2 separate regions of the Mus musculus genome follow, and region 2 is linked to region 1. Evidence: chromatin contacts called from public Hi-C data. All regions are on one chromosome and are shown on one strand. Each heading gives the region's core, a stretch centred on a gene start, on an enhancer-like site or on the middle of the called end of the contact. The rest is flanking DNA. Distances are from core to core; before and after follow the strand shown.

Region 1 (6,761 bases), core at 1,180-3,679:
ATTAGTTGTGTAGTGTGTTGCTATGGAGACATCCTTTCATGCAATTTCTTACCGAACCCTTTAGACATTCTGAGCTGAGTTTGAAAGTCTGTCACAGTCCCAGAACAGAGAAATTATCTCTCAGCAAGCAGCAGGGATGGAGTCACCTACTGTGTGCTATTCCCCTTCCTGTCAGCACAGTCAGACATCATTACACCCTCCCCAGGTGACACCCACTTTACAAGCATCAGGTCACACAGGATAGCATTCTTTCCAAATGTGACCCTCTCACCTTACTTCACATTGGCCTGGTGCAGGAGAATTGTATTTATTGGGCATAAGAAGTCCCACACCTGTCTTGGGCTAGGCAGTCTTTGTAGGATGGTAGGATTTTGAAAGTCATTTTAGTTACCCATGCTGGCTTTTACAGATCCTCACACTGGACCAAAGAAGAGTTTACTAGTGCCGGTTGATTCAGTGAGACTGCATGACATACATCAGCCCTGGGCAAACCCAGATAATACTTGGCCTGGGGTGGGTCTCATCCTGCTCTGTCCCGGACCTGCTATCTTTCCCAGCCTGACTGTAACTTGCCTTTCTTGCCCCTTTGTGGCTCACTCTGGCTTCCCTCTTAAGCAGTGGGCTCTAACTGAGGGCCAAGAAAGCAAAGGGGTTCAGAGAGTGCTGGTTTCCATTTGGCAAGGAGACGGCACCAACCATTTTCTGAAGTGTGTGTGTGTGTGTGTGTGTGTGTGTGTGTGTGTGTGTGTGTGTGTGTTTATGTGTAGGTCAGAAGACAACTTGTAGAAGTTGGTTTTCTCCTTCTGCCATGTTGGTTCTGGGGATCAAACTCAGGTCTTTGGGCTTGGTTGCAAGCACACTCACCTGCTGAACCTTCCCCTCATTTCTTCCTGGTCCCTACAGGCTACCCTAACAGGAGGACATATTTAGTGTCTATCCCTGGAGTTCCAGGTGGGCCCATGTACTCTGCCATGCATGCATACCCTTTATTTGCTCTGCCCTTACTCCAGGAGAGAGGCACTCACCCCATGTTTCCTCACACTCTGAGTGAACAAATGTTCATAAAGTGTGTTTCTGACTAGGTGTGCCAAGTCCAGCCCCTGGCACAGTCCTCTTCCCTCGCTGGGCCCCTCCTATCCAGAACTCCAGAATTTCTTGTGTATCTATGCTTTGGCCACCTGACTATCCAGATCTGCCTACGCCCACTCCACCCAGGACCCATCCCAACCCAGGACTCTCCCATACACCTGGCCCTGGGGTGAATACCAGAGTTGATATTGCTTTAGAGGAGAAACCTCAATACAAGGTGGGGCAGAACTGGCACAAGGGGTATGGGATCACCTTGGGGCTACAGGAAGTCTCCAGGGCTGAGTAGGAGCCAAAAATGTGCTATGGACAGTAACTTCCTGCTTCAACAGAATAGTCCCACAACAGAGTAGCTGCCCCACATACTTGAGAGGCCTCTCAAGACAAACTCCCTACCACTGAGCTACAGTCTTTTGTTTGTCTGTTTGTTTTTGTTTGTTGTTGTTTTGTTTTCTATTTCTCGACAGGGTCTTATTGAGATACCCAAGGCAGATCCTTCACTTGTAATTCTCCTGCCTCAGCCCCCCAAGCCTGGAAATTCTTTTAAATGACTGTAGGACACGTTCTACTTATGTAGAACAGTTAGCTGCCCTACTTCCTTGGCGCCAACAGAGTTTACTCTCATGCCTGTGGTTAGCCTGATTCTGGAGCCAGTTATCAAATTATGAATGTAGGTGAATTGATGCTGAGTATAGCTATTGATTTTTTTAAAAATTTGCATTTAATTTCACAAAATGGCCTCATGGCTTCGCAAAACTCAATGCTCAGTGGTCTGTCGTCCATTTCTTCTCCTTTCTGGTCTCGTCGTTTGTTACAACTATATTTTCTCCTCTGAAGGAACTGGGTCTCCTGACTCCTCTGGTCTCTTAACTTCAGCCCCTTCCTGGTTTGGTTTCTAGGCCCCTGGAGAAACTCCACCATTTTCTTGCAAAGTGTCTTATCACAGTTGAACCACAACACTCTGACTCTGGAACAATTACCTCCCACCACAGCGGGCCCCGCGTGTGGAAGCTGAACTGTTACCCAGTTACATGGATGTGAGCATAGCAATAGTGTCATGTGATCCCAGGGAGTCCTCTCAGTGGTACCCCCAAATCAGGGTTCTTGCAGCGTTCTCAGACTCCCTTTAACTTAAGTGGTGTGTCACACTTCTCTGGAAGAGACTCTCCCTTTGTTTGTCTTCTCTACCAGAGATCTGTAGTGACTCTTGGGCCTCCTTTTCTTGTCTGTCTGGCAAAACAACAGTGTATGACAATTGAATAAACACACAACAAGCTAGGACTGGCCTGAAGAGGCAATTACATAAGCGGTTCTACCATTTAGCCTTCCAAGAGCCCTTCCCTTGTTGGAAAAGGAACCATTTCTGCCACTAGGGGGCGCACGGCTCACAGGAATGTGTTCTTCCGTGCTGTGGTGTGAAAGTTTGTAAGATTTTTACAGTGAGATATTTGCAGTGAGAACGTGGCTCATGTTCCTTCAAGAGCCAAGGGAGACAGAAGGAAATGGCTGTGTATATGTTATGGGGCAGAGGGCAACCATAGAAAGTAGAGAGAAAGCATTGCCTTCAAGAAGGAACGTGAATTGCCCAGATCAGGTCAAGCACAGTATCTTCTTCCAACCAGAGACAGTATGGCTACAGTATGACAGCCACTGTGATGTGATCTCAGGACTGCCCTCTGTACTTTTCAGTCACTGTCTCCAGAATTAGCCCTGCTTGGGCATTTACTGCATCCAAGAAACATTTGCCCTGAACCCGAGTGGGTTCTGCCTTGAGCTGGAGAGACAGGCTCTGGGCACACAGACATGGGTAAATCCATCTCCAGAGAAGGCAGGTGGGTCCCAAACCCGCAGTTCCAGGTACAGCATCTGTGTGTGACAGGGGGCTGCTGAATATGGCACTGTTGACTCTGGAACTTGAGTGATGGCTTCCTGCTGAATGCAGGATGTGCTGGGGGCCCTGAAAGGCCAGTGGGAAACTAGAGGGGAGGTTACAAGAGCACAGGTAGGACCATACCCTAGGCCATGGCCTTGAAGTAGGAGCCTAGTTGGCCCGTCCTCTTGGGTATGACAGGACAGTGCCAGGCAGTGTTTGTGGGATGAGGCTGCAGGGTAGAGGGTTATAGGGTGAGAGAGTATATTACCTTTCTAGTTGTGACAGCAGACACAGTTGAGGAAAGACCAAGGCCTTTCCTTTTAAGGAAGGAAACCTTTATTCTGGTTCATGGTTTGAGAAGCCATAGTTGGTGGAGGAGTCATGGTAGCGAGAACGGTGAGAAGCCTGGTCACATTACATCTGCAGTCAAGATCCACGGGGGGGAGATGTTGGTGTTTAGAGTGCGTGTGTGTGTGTGTGTGTGTGTATTTGTGTGTGTGTGTGTGTGTGTGTGCGCACGCGCGCGTGTGTGCTCGCATCTCCCTCTATTGCTTCTTCCTTATTTTCCCTGGATGCTGAGGATCTGAATTCATGTCCCCAAGTTTGCACAGGAAACATCTCTCCCACTGAGCCGTCTCCCAGCCCTCTTTTCTCTCTGTATTCAATCTAGGAACCCATCCCGTGGAATGCGTTGGCCACATTCAGGGTCTTCCTATAGCAATCAACCCGATGTACATTTGTGTGTCTAACAGATGATTCTGGATCACGTGAGATCGGCAAATGTTGCTAACCGTCACAGGGAGAGATGGTTGTTTTTGCCTAGAGGTGTAGAGGGGACATCGATCCAGATTTCCTGAGGCCTCTGTGATTTGGAATTTTAAAAAGTTGTTTAAAAATGTAAGATTTATGCATTTGTATTTTGTGTATGTGTGTGTGTTCTGTATGTTAGCTCCATCTATGTGTGCCACATGTGTATGCTACCAAAGGAGGTCAACGGGGGCATCAGATCCCCTGAAACTAGAGCTGTGAGTGTTGGTAAAGCCGCCATGCGGGTGCTGGAAGCCAAACCTAGGTTTTCCTCAAAAGCAACAAGCGCTCTTGACGACTGGACTGTCTCTCCAGCCCCAGCGGTTACATTTTTGAGATAGAAATTGGTCTTATAGTTCAGGCTGGCCTGGAAACTCACCATGTAGCCTGGGCTGATCTTAGACTCAAGATCTTCCTGTTTCCTGCCTCCAGAATGCTGAGATGACAAATGTTCATCATATTTACCCAGTCGTTAGAGGCTCTCTTAGAACAAGAATAAATATATAATTATATCTAGGAGCTTAAAATGTCCATGAGAGTGAAGGGCCTGCAGCCTAGCTTAGCTCATGTTGAACCTTGCTCAGCATCTGAGGCACAACCTGCACACTTTCCTGGCTGCCTTTAGGAGCTCCGGCCTGCCTTTAGCCTCCTTTCTTGCCAGTTTGGCTCCACCCCCCATCCCCCACCACTCCCATTTGTCTTCCTGCCTGAGTTTCTTAGAACCTGGAGTAGCTGTAGAAGGAAGGACTCTGGAATTTGGTATCTGGAATGCTCTCTAGATGAAGAGGGACAGAGGGATGATGGGAGGTGGGTGGCAATGACTTTTCACATGGAGTTCGGGCAGAGGGCAACCTTCGTTGGTCAAGGGAACTTGAATCTGGCCAAGACTTCCTGTTAACATTCACAGTAACACATAGGTGATTAGAATTTCCCCATCTTCCAGCCACTTTCATGCTTTATATCCCAGTGAGCAGCTAGACTCTAATGTCTTCCCATAGGTGTAGGATTGGCTTTGAAACGAATGCTTGGCTGGGGCCCACTAAGCATGCGCTCTACCATTACATGACACCACAGACTCCTTGTATTTCCAGGGCTGGGCATTGAATTAAGCCTTACTCATGAGAGGTAGCTGCTCCACCCACCATCCCCTCTCCCCAGATGCCCTGGCTTCCTATTTACAGCCCTGCAGTATTTAGGCCCAGATTGCCTGGCTTGAGTGTCACCCTGGGGGTGAAACCACAGGTGACCTGGCTTTGGTATTCTGATAGTGAAAAGTGTACAGATCCGGTGGACCTGGTCCTTGGAGTGTTGTCTGTCTCTCATTTCATTTGGTCCTTCTTGGAAACTAGGGTGAGTTCTCACTTAGTAAAAGCTGCATTTCCACTGGACACAGAAGCTCAGCACTGGATTTTAGCGTCTTCTAGATTCTGGGGCTGTCATCCACGGGAGCACTGAGCATTCAGTTGTGTTAGACACTGTTGAGTTGGGCGTGGTTGGCCCTAAGGTCTTACTTCAGCATCCATGAATGGCTCTGCGTGCCATGGATGGACTGGGCTAGAGGATACACGGGGTGGGGTGGATGATCCGTGTGCTCGAGCGTGAGAAACCTTTACCTCAGGAAGAAGCCTTCACAGGAAGAGGCACCATCTAGCCCTACAGAAGAAGCCATAGAGGCTTGTCATCGTGTGCAGCTTCTGCAGTGAGTGCAGTAGCCATGGGGGGAGGGGCAGATGCTTCTGACCCACAAGGCTCCTTCTTGGGCCTGGATTAAGGCAAAGATGAGCTTGCCTCACCTTCCCTCATGCAGCCCCACAAACCCTGGAGCAAACTCCCCTTTCTCTGGCTTCACAGGGGCAGGAGCTCATTCGGGCCCTTGGAGACTAACCAACAAATGAGTCAATGTTCTCTAGATGCTCTTCAGAGGAAAATCGCCTAGGGAGACCAGCTGGGGGCCTTGGCCTGGGGCTGAGAATGCAGCAAGGTGACTGGGGTGATAGGAAGCGTAAGTGTGTGCATTCTAAGTAGTCAAGACTTTCCAGATGTTTCACGAATAGATCCCGAGATCCCAAGGCTCCTGGCTCTGTGGCCAGGCAAAGCAACCTTGGCTTGTTCTGTTTCCAGCAAGGAAGCATGAAGCAGCCTGGGTCCAAGATAAGGATGCAAGGGCGGGAGGCAGCATTTGCCTGTGAGGTGGGAGGACCCTGGGGTGCCCTGAATGGGTGCCCATCTCTATGTGCATGTCCTCTTGTCTAAGATCTGGTGGGGACCCCCAAGAAGAATCTAAGGGTGATGGTGCCCTTGTCCTTGAGGTTCCCCCACAGATGTAGGAATCTGAGGATGGTAGGGATGGCTGGTAGCTGATGTGAGTGGCTGGGTACCGGTGTGGGGTGGAAATGCATGAGGCAGATACAATTCGGCTCAGCATTGCCTATGGCCGGAGCCAAGATGAGATTTGTGGAGCTCAAATGTATCTGTCTACTACAGCGGCAGGCACAGGGAGAAGAGTAGGTACCTTGGCCATGTTCATGTGTGTGTGTGTGTGTGTGTGTGTGTGTGTGTGTGTGTGTGTGTGTGTGTGACTTTTGGTCCAGCCAAGTGGATGCAGGCTCAGGCTGGGGTAGGCCCCTCAGCATGGGTTTCTCAGGCTGCCAAGCCTCCTTTAGGTCTAAATGCTGATGATGCTTGTGGGGCTTCCCTTAGCTCCACGCCTGCCCCTGAAGGGAGAGGCTTCACGATCCCTCAACACCTCTGTCTTCCTTTATCTCACGTGATGATCATCATCATGATACCTTAAGGCACATCTCACTCATCTAGGGGAGATGAGCTTGAAGTCTAGAGTGGCTCACTAAAACCTGTGCAGCTGGTGCAAGATACAGCTGAGGCAGAGAGAAAGGTCCTCCCAAGCCTTCCCTTCAGAGCATCTCTGTATCCACTCCCAAGAAACCTGGGATTCCCAGAGACTCCAGCCCAGCATGGGGTGGAGGGTGCATTAGGC
Region 2 (6,761 bases), core at 1,235-3,734, 47 kb after region 1:
ACTGAGGGAACAGCTTGTGCCCAAACCTTTCTCCTCTTAAGAGGGGAGGGAAAGGCCAGGCAGAACGTTTCCTTAATGACAAAGGGAACAGTCCTCAGGCCCTTGGCCAAGGTCTCTGTTGACATCCATGTTCTAGAAAGCCCCTGGGTGGGAATTTAAGTAGCTCATTCCCCCCTAAGACTGTATGAGCCCACTCTGCAATCCCCTGTTTCCTTTCTTGTAGTTAGGTTTATGAATGCTTTTCCAGAATACCAGGAAGCCCTCCAAGCCAACAGCTGCTCACCTTAGGGGTCCCAGCACATTGCTCAACTCATATGACACTCAAGCAAGTATGTGTCAGAGTCCCTTTTAGTCTCATTTCAATAGTAAGGTAGCCACCTAGTCGTCCCCCCCCCCTCCCGCCTCCATTTGGTCCCCCTGTGCCTCTTTCCTTACTGTTTGAGGGCCACTTCATAGTAGGTGCTCTCAGACTGGTTTGGGATAGGTTTCCAGTGGAGGATGTGCTGGAAAAATCTGGCTTCAAACCACACATAGGAAGGGCTTGGCAGTTCTGTCCCTAGGGGAAAGAATTCTAACACTAGAGAAAGCAGAGGTACCCGGGGGACTAGGAAGAGGGTGGTGAAAGCCGCAAGAGTACTTTGGGAGGGAGGGGCTGGGTGCTTTACATATATATGTTCGGTTTAGTGATCACAGCAGCTCTGGGCTCTAGACACATGCCGAACTTAGTGAAGAAGAAATAGAATCCCAGAGAATCAGATAGTTGGCCCAAGGCCAGTGGAGCCAGTAAGGGGCATGGTGGTGGTCTATATCCAGAATGTGTCTGAATCCAAAGCTAGAGTCTTGTCTTTCTATGCTTGTGTGATGTGGGATGAGAAGCCTCACAAGGGACTGACAAAGGCAAGTTGGGTCTGTTACATTCCAGGATAATGGCCAGGAGTGGCTCTCAGATGAGCCGGTCCCTGGCTCTCTGGCCAAAGCCTGTTCCTGTTCTAGCGACATTCCAGGACTGAGTTCTCATCCAAGCCATGACCCTTGACCTTATCTGGATCCGTAGGCACCCTGCTTGTCTACACAGACATCTTGTGGTCCAGGCACAGGGTATCCCCACAGTCCCTAGTTTCTAGGAAAGCTGTAGCTCAGACATGGACATCAGTATAATCAGATGCCTAGGCGAGCCTCAAATGGAGACAATGAACGTCAGCGGTCCAGCCTCCTGGCCTCCTCGAAAACTCAGCTGTGAAGTACCTGTAGTCTCCCACTCTATTAGTTCTAAAGAGCTGACACAGGAGCCTGGAGCTAGCAGCTTGCCAGTATGACCAGGAGCAGAGGAGTGACCCCCTTGAGATCCTCTGCCCTTTTTGTAACAATACAATAAGCATTCCTATTGAATTCTCCTGATGAGTTCTGCGGGCTTAAGTGTGTTGCAAGGACAATAGCCCTTGTTCCTCTCCAGCCTTCTTGACCCTTTAAGATGTCTCCTCTTGAAGGCAGCTCTGCAACACTTTCCTTCTCCAAACTGCCAGCTCTCTGAGAGTCACAGTTCTCAGTTCTCTTTCAGTGACCCTGTCATTCTCAGAAAACATACTTGTCCCAGCCCTTCCCCCCCCCCACCCCTTTCTTTGAATCTCAAGGTTGTGTTTCAGTTGCAAAACTCTGAGAGGGGGAGTGAAAACCTCAGCCCGTGTTTGTGATGTTCAGCGGGGCACATCCCCAGTGCCTCTGTAGATAACATGACTGACTGTGCTCTTTTTACTTTGAACTCCTGTAAAAGTGTGTTTTGGGGTCCCCGGTCTTCGTACTTCTGTGCCACTTGGTCCCTCCAACTCTCCACTTTTTCATTCTCTCCTGGGCTACAGGAACCTAGCCTGAGCTGAGGAGTGGGTAAAGTGTGTGTGTGTGAGGGGGGTGGGCAGCAGGCAGCGGAGATGAATTGTGGGCTAAAGACTAACAGGGTGGTCGGGAAGGGTGGGCAGAAAGAAGGGATGGGGTGAGATGGTAGGGTTCAGGGAGAGGAGCCTAACTAAGAAGGGGCACGATCAGACCCACGGAAGAACCAGAACAGCCGAAAAGTGAGGGCTAAGTTATGGATTGTCCGGAGGTGGTAGGATAATGATTTGAGGAACAAGGGTACGTACAGGACGGAAACTATAGGCTTTACCCATCCATCGCTGGCCACTCCCAAACAGCCACAGTTAATCTTAGCCTCCTCCACTTAAACAGCAGGTGAGCCGGAGACCGTTTTGCCAGCATGAAGGAGCTGGGGCGGGACCCCAGCCCATCCAAGCAGATTCTCCCGCGAATGTGAACTTTAAAGCAACAGAGCGAGCGCTGGGGAGCCTACCGTATGCAATGAATTCTAGGCTCAGGCTGGAGATCGTGACGAGGAATGGGAGCAAACGCGACAACATCCTGGGCGCACAGCGGCATCGTCCACTGGAGCCGGCCTTTACGCCTCCGGCCGGCGGCGTCCTGAGAACTGAAGACTGCCGCTGGATCCACAGGGCCAGCTTGACATCAACCTGAAGGCGGAGCCTCGTTGCTCCGCCCTCAGCCCACGGAGCTTGGGAACCTCCGCAGGAACCTCAGCAGGCAGCGAAGTCTAGCTAGTTCTGGGGCATTTGTCTCAAGGTGAAAGAGCAGCTGAGGCTTTCTGTGGCTGGGCTCTTAACTCTCACACCGACTGGACAGCCTGTCTCCCCTCTCCCTCCCCCTCCCCTTCCCCTTGCCCCCTTCCCCTCTCTGTTGTAGCAATTGGAATTACTGACTGGGCCAGGAGCAAAGCACAAGCGTGCAGGTACATGTGTGAAAGTCCTGGGACCTCTATGCAGGGCCCTCTGCTAAGCCAACAGTGAGGGAACGTCCCTACCTGACTCTTGGTGGGAGTCCATGACACCCCCAGGCCCTTTAGGTTGTTCTTGCCCTAAATCTGCAGGTTAGAAGTGTCAATAGGCGCCTTGAGGGACCTGGTATCACTCAGATGCCTCTTCAGTGACCAGGACATCTGTCTGCCCTCCAGTGTCACCAAAGATGTTAATTGTGTGAGAGACCAAGCTTTGTCCACCTGACTTATTGGCAGGTGGCGCTGATACTGTGAGTATGTCACTTACATGATTTTCAGGGATCTAATTGTGAGGTGTACAGCGCCCGTGGGGTCATCTGCCAGGTACATATTCATGCTATCCTGGAAGCCCTGTTTTTGTTCTGAGGAGGCACAGAAGCCAAGGAAGGGCTGGAGTCACTAGGATGCCCTTGCTCTCAAGAAGTCACTTTCTATTCCCCTCAGAGCCTACCTGTCACACGGAAGACACTACTGCCTTGAGAAGGCTTGGCCAGCCATCGGTCTGCAAATTGCATGATTCTCAGTGCCAATACCAATCCTGCCTCCCATCAAATTAGAAACTGACTGAAAACAGTATGAGGTATTTGTTAAATTTTTCTTTTTCTTCCTGGAAATTGGATTGGATGGTTCTCCGGTGTGAAGTTCGTAGATGACAAAGTACTGTTACTATGTCAAAGATTTGGGCAACCTCTGAACCTGGAGAAGGACCCTCCAACTTGGGGGTGTCAGACACGAGCACTGCCGTCGTGACCTGAGAGCTAGTGATGCACACCACCCCCTTGGCTTGTGGAGACACAAGCTTTGTCTAAACACCGTGGGAGTGGATAGTGCTATGTCCAGTGGCCTAGACAGAGGATGCCAAGTGGAGTGGGATCATGTTCTGTGCCGAGGGAACTCACTGGGAAAGGTGCTTGTCTGTGAGGACTGGGCTGCCCTAGCTATTCAGCTAGTTGGAAGTAATATCTGTGAACCATAGCATCGAGCACACACACACACACACACACACGCACACACACACAATCAGTGAGAACCACACTCAGGGATACCCTCGTCACTGTGAATACCCTCATGTCAGCCATGTTGGAAAACTTCAGACTTCTTAATGTGGGAGGACTTTGTTTTAATTGCTGTTCTGCACTGCCCATCCTTCCGCTGGTAAAGCACATATACTGCTTGGCGTGACACAAGTACCCAGGCGTGACGCAAGTACCCGGGCATGACTTCTTAGTCCCCGTTTACCTCTTAAAAAAGAGGACACTGCGGTGTTTCTTCCTCAGTTGTCTTCCTTTTAGTTTTTGGTTGAGTTATAAGAATTTTAAAGCCTTGCACCTTGGCTGTTTTAAGGGACGATCGAGATGGTTCTTCCACATACCAGAATTTACAGTCACAAGCTGATGCTGGCCAAAACCAGGCCCCTTCCTCTAGAAACCACCTTGCCAGAGACAGAAAGTGAGCGGAGATTTTAACAGTTTCTGGGAAGGAAAGTACAGACTAACAAGGGGACACAGGGCTGAGAACAAGGAAGGTTCCATGGCAGAGGTGGCCGGTTATCTGAGACTTGAGCGCTGCGTTGTAATAGGCAAGTTGATGGATGGATAGGGAGGGGATTGGGACATTGGAGATGAGGGGATACAGCAGTTTTAGAGAAGTCTGTAAAGTGGGCACACATCCTAGGGCTGACATAATTTGGCCCTTGCTCGGGGCAGAACCAGCATTGAGTGTGGGCTTCCTGCTACACTCCCTGCTTCCTGCATAGCACCCAGGGAGAAGCTGCATTAGGCACATAATTATCATACCCGAGGAAAGAAAAAAAATTAGAAGAAGCCCACATGCATGCTGTTTTGTGTTGAGTAGCTTGTTCTTCAGGGGTTCTTTTGTGAGCATCCATATTGGAACAGATGGTAAATAACAGGATTTTCATATGCTCGGACTCTTAAGGTGTGTCAAGGACTCCATAAAACACTTTACACTGCATAGCAGACACCAGCCAGGTACTGAACAAACAAATCCCTGTCCTTTTCCTGGGAACATGGGACAACTGTTTTCCGGTGTGTGGCTGGAAAATATGACCGGGTTTAAACCCGTGTGAAGCTGCAGCAGAGAGTGGTACACCCAGGCCCTGCCTCTTGTGCTATCCTGTCAGCCATCCAGAGGGCCCCAGCCGAGGACTTCCAGGGAATGCAAAAGACCTGGGTGCCCCGAATCACTTCTTGGAGAACTCTGAAGGAAGGATGAAACATTAAACTGGATCCCTGTATTACACCACAGAGATTCAGGGCTTTCCTGACAGCCATGATGGCCAGTCCTGATTCATCTGCAAACACAGCCTCATCCAGTCCTTAACAGAATCCACTGGGGGGTGGGGAGGTGGTGCAGCTGTCAGTGTTTTGCAAATGGGGACACGGTGGCAGAGGGCAGAGACTTTAGTTGGCGGGCAGGGCTCAGTTGGTCCTTGAACTTCTGTATTTCCTATTTTGGCAATGGTGACTTCGAACTTTGGAAGATTTTTTGCAAAGCACAATACCAAGTGAGTTGAGAGAGAATGAGAATGTTCAGGAGGAGGAGGAGGAGGGCAACTTGGGGCTGGGAGGATGATGGTACCGTGGTGAGCCCAGGAAGCCGATGGACCCGGCCAGGTAGATAGCTTGATCTTGAGGCAGCTCTCTCTTTCTTAGGGCACAATTGAAGTCTGATGGAGTCACTGTCTCCCTTTCATGACACTCTTACATAAACTTCCCAGGGCATCTGAGCACTGCAGGAAACTGAGTTCTGCAGGCACACAGCTGGTCTCCAGACGAGTGTTTGGGAAGTCCCGGGCTGCCCTACAGTGATTACAATCACTCTGTCAGGGCAGCACAAAACAGTGAAACCCAGAGGCACCGGCTCTGAGATGGAGACAGAAAGGAGGAAGCTGCCTGGTGAAACTGGGCAGTCCTTGCAGTGAAAAGGATTTCAAGTGCAAGGTATGGGGACTGCCAAGGCGTAACCAGTGCTCTGGGCATGCTCAGTCCAGCCCCTGTCCCAGGAGAAACTTTTAAATGTGTCTGTAGAATCTAATTCATGCCCGCTCCCTTTCACTCTCTGCCCAATACTAATGCTCAGTATGGCAGGGCTCCGAAGAGGCGCCCTCTGAGCAGCAGCTCAGGCCGGAGTAAGGTGCTGTATGCACTTCAGCTGGGTTCTGGTTTTGTTTTTGTTTTTAACTCTAACTTTTTAGTCTTATTAGATATTTTCTTTATTTACATTTCAAATGTTATCCCCTTTCCTAGTTTCCCCTCCGAAAATCCCCTATCCTCTCTCCTCTCACCCTGTCCCCCAACCCACCCACTCCCGCTTCCTGGCCCAGACATTCCCCTATACTGGGGCATAGAACCTTCACAGAACGAAGGGCCTCTCCTCCCGTTGATGACCGACTAGGCCATCCTATGATACATATGCAGCTAGAGTCATGAATCCCTCCGTGTGTTTTCTTTGATTGGTGGTTTACTCCTAGGGAGCTCTGGGCTTACTGGTTAGTTCATATTGTTGTTCCTCCTATGGGGCTGCAAACCCTGAAGCTCCTTTGGGTACTTTCTCTAGCTCCTTCATTGGGGACCCTGTGCTCTGTCTAATGGATGACTATGAGCATCCACTTCTGTATTAGTCAGGCACTGGCAGAGCCTCTCAGGAGATAGCTATATCAGGCTCCTGTCAGCAAGCTCTTGCTGGCATCTGCAACAGAGTCTGGGTTTGGTGGTTGTTTATGGGATGGATCACTGGCAAGGATGTGGAGAAAGAGGAACACTCCTCCATAACTAGTGGGATTGCAAGCTGGTACAACCACTCTGGAAATCAGTTTGGCTGTTCCTCAGAAAACTAGACATAGTTCTAACAGAAGATCCAGCAATACCACTCCTGGGTATATACCCAGAAGATGCTCCAA

What was found. Hi-C and Micro-C count contacts between places; a contact is called where the count stands out from the background.
Region 2: a contact with region 1 is called in a Hi-C map of bone marrow-derived macrophages, with 99 read pairs. The contact joins the promoter of Il10ra here to the enhancer-like site in region 1. A contact is called at or near these places in 4 of 39 promoter capture datasets (embryonic stem cells, liver, pre-B cells and 1 more), 2 of 15 datasets of contacts at CTCF or cohesin (CD8 T cells and large pre-B cells), 27 of 484 Hi-C or Micro-C datasets (B cells, CD4 T cells, CD8 T cells and 17 more), 13 of 115 datasets of contacts at active chromatin or transcription factors (CD8 T cells, the HPC-7 cell line, bone marrow-derived dendritic cells and 7 more) and 3 of 9 other capture datasets (adipose tissue, liver and pancreatic islet).

Annotation. Positions count from the first base shown.
Region 1 is chr9:45,219,297-45,226,057 of GRCm38.p6, forward strand. All of the region lies in intron 1 of BC049352 (cDNA sequence BC049352), which reads left to right. Among named protein-coding and RNA genes, the nearest start is that of Tmprss4, 19 kb to the left of the region's middle. Within about 2 kb of position 2,430, at least 35 of the 459 cell types and tissues checked have an H3K27ac peak or open chromatin away from gene starts, as enhancers often do. A contact at or near this core is called in B cells, CD8 T cells, adipose tissue and 4 more, where this site is marked.
Region 2 is chr9:45,266,665-45,273,425 of GRCm38.p6, forward strand. It overlaps Il10ra (interleukin 10 receptor, alpha), which reads right to left and starts at 2,485. Exons shown (of 7, transcript NM_008348.3): 1 at 2,342-2,485; 2 at 436-556. The coding sequence starts at 2,408. It overlaps Mir7086 (microRNA 7086), which reads right to left and starts at 43; the gene lies at 1-43.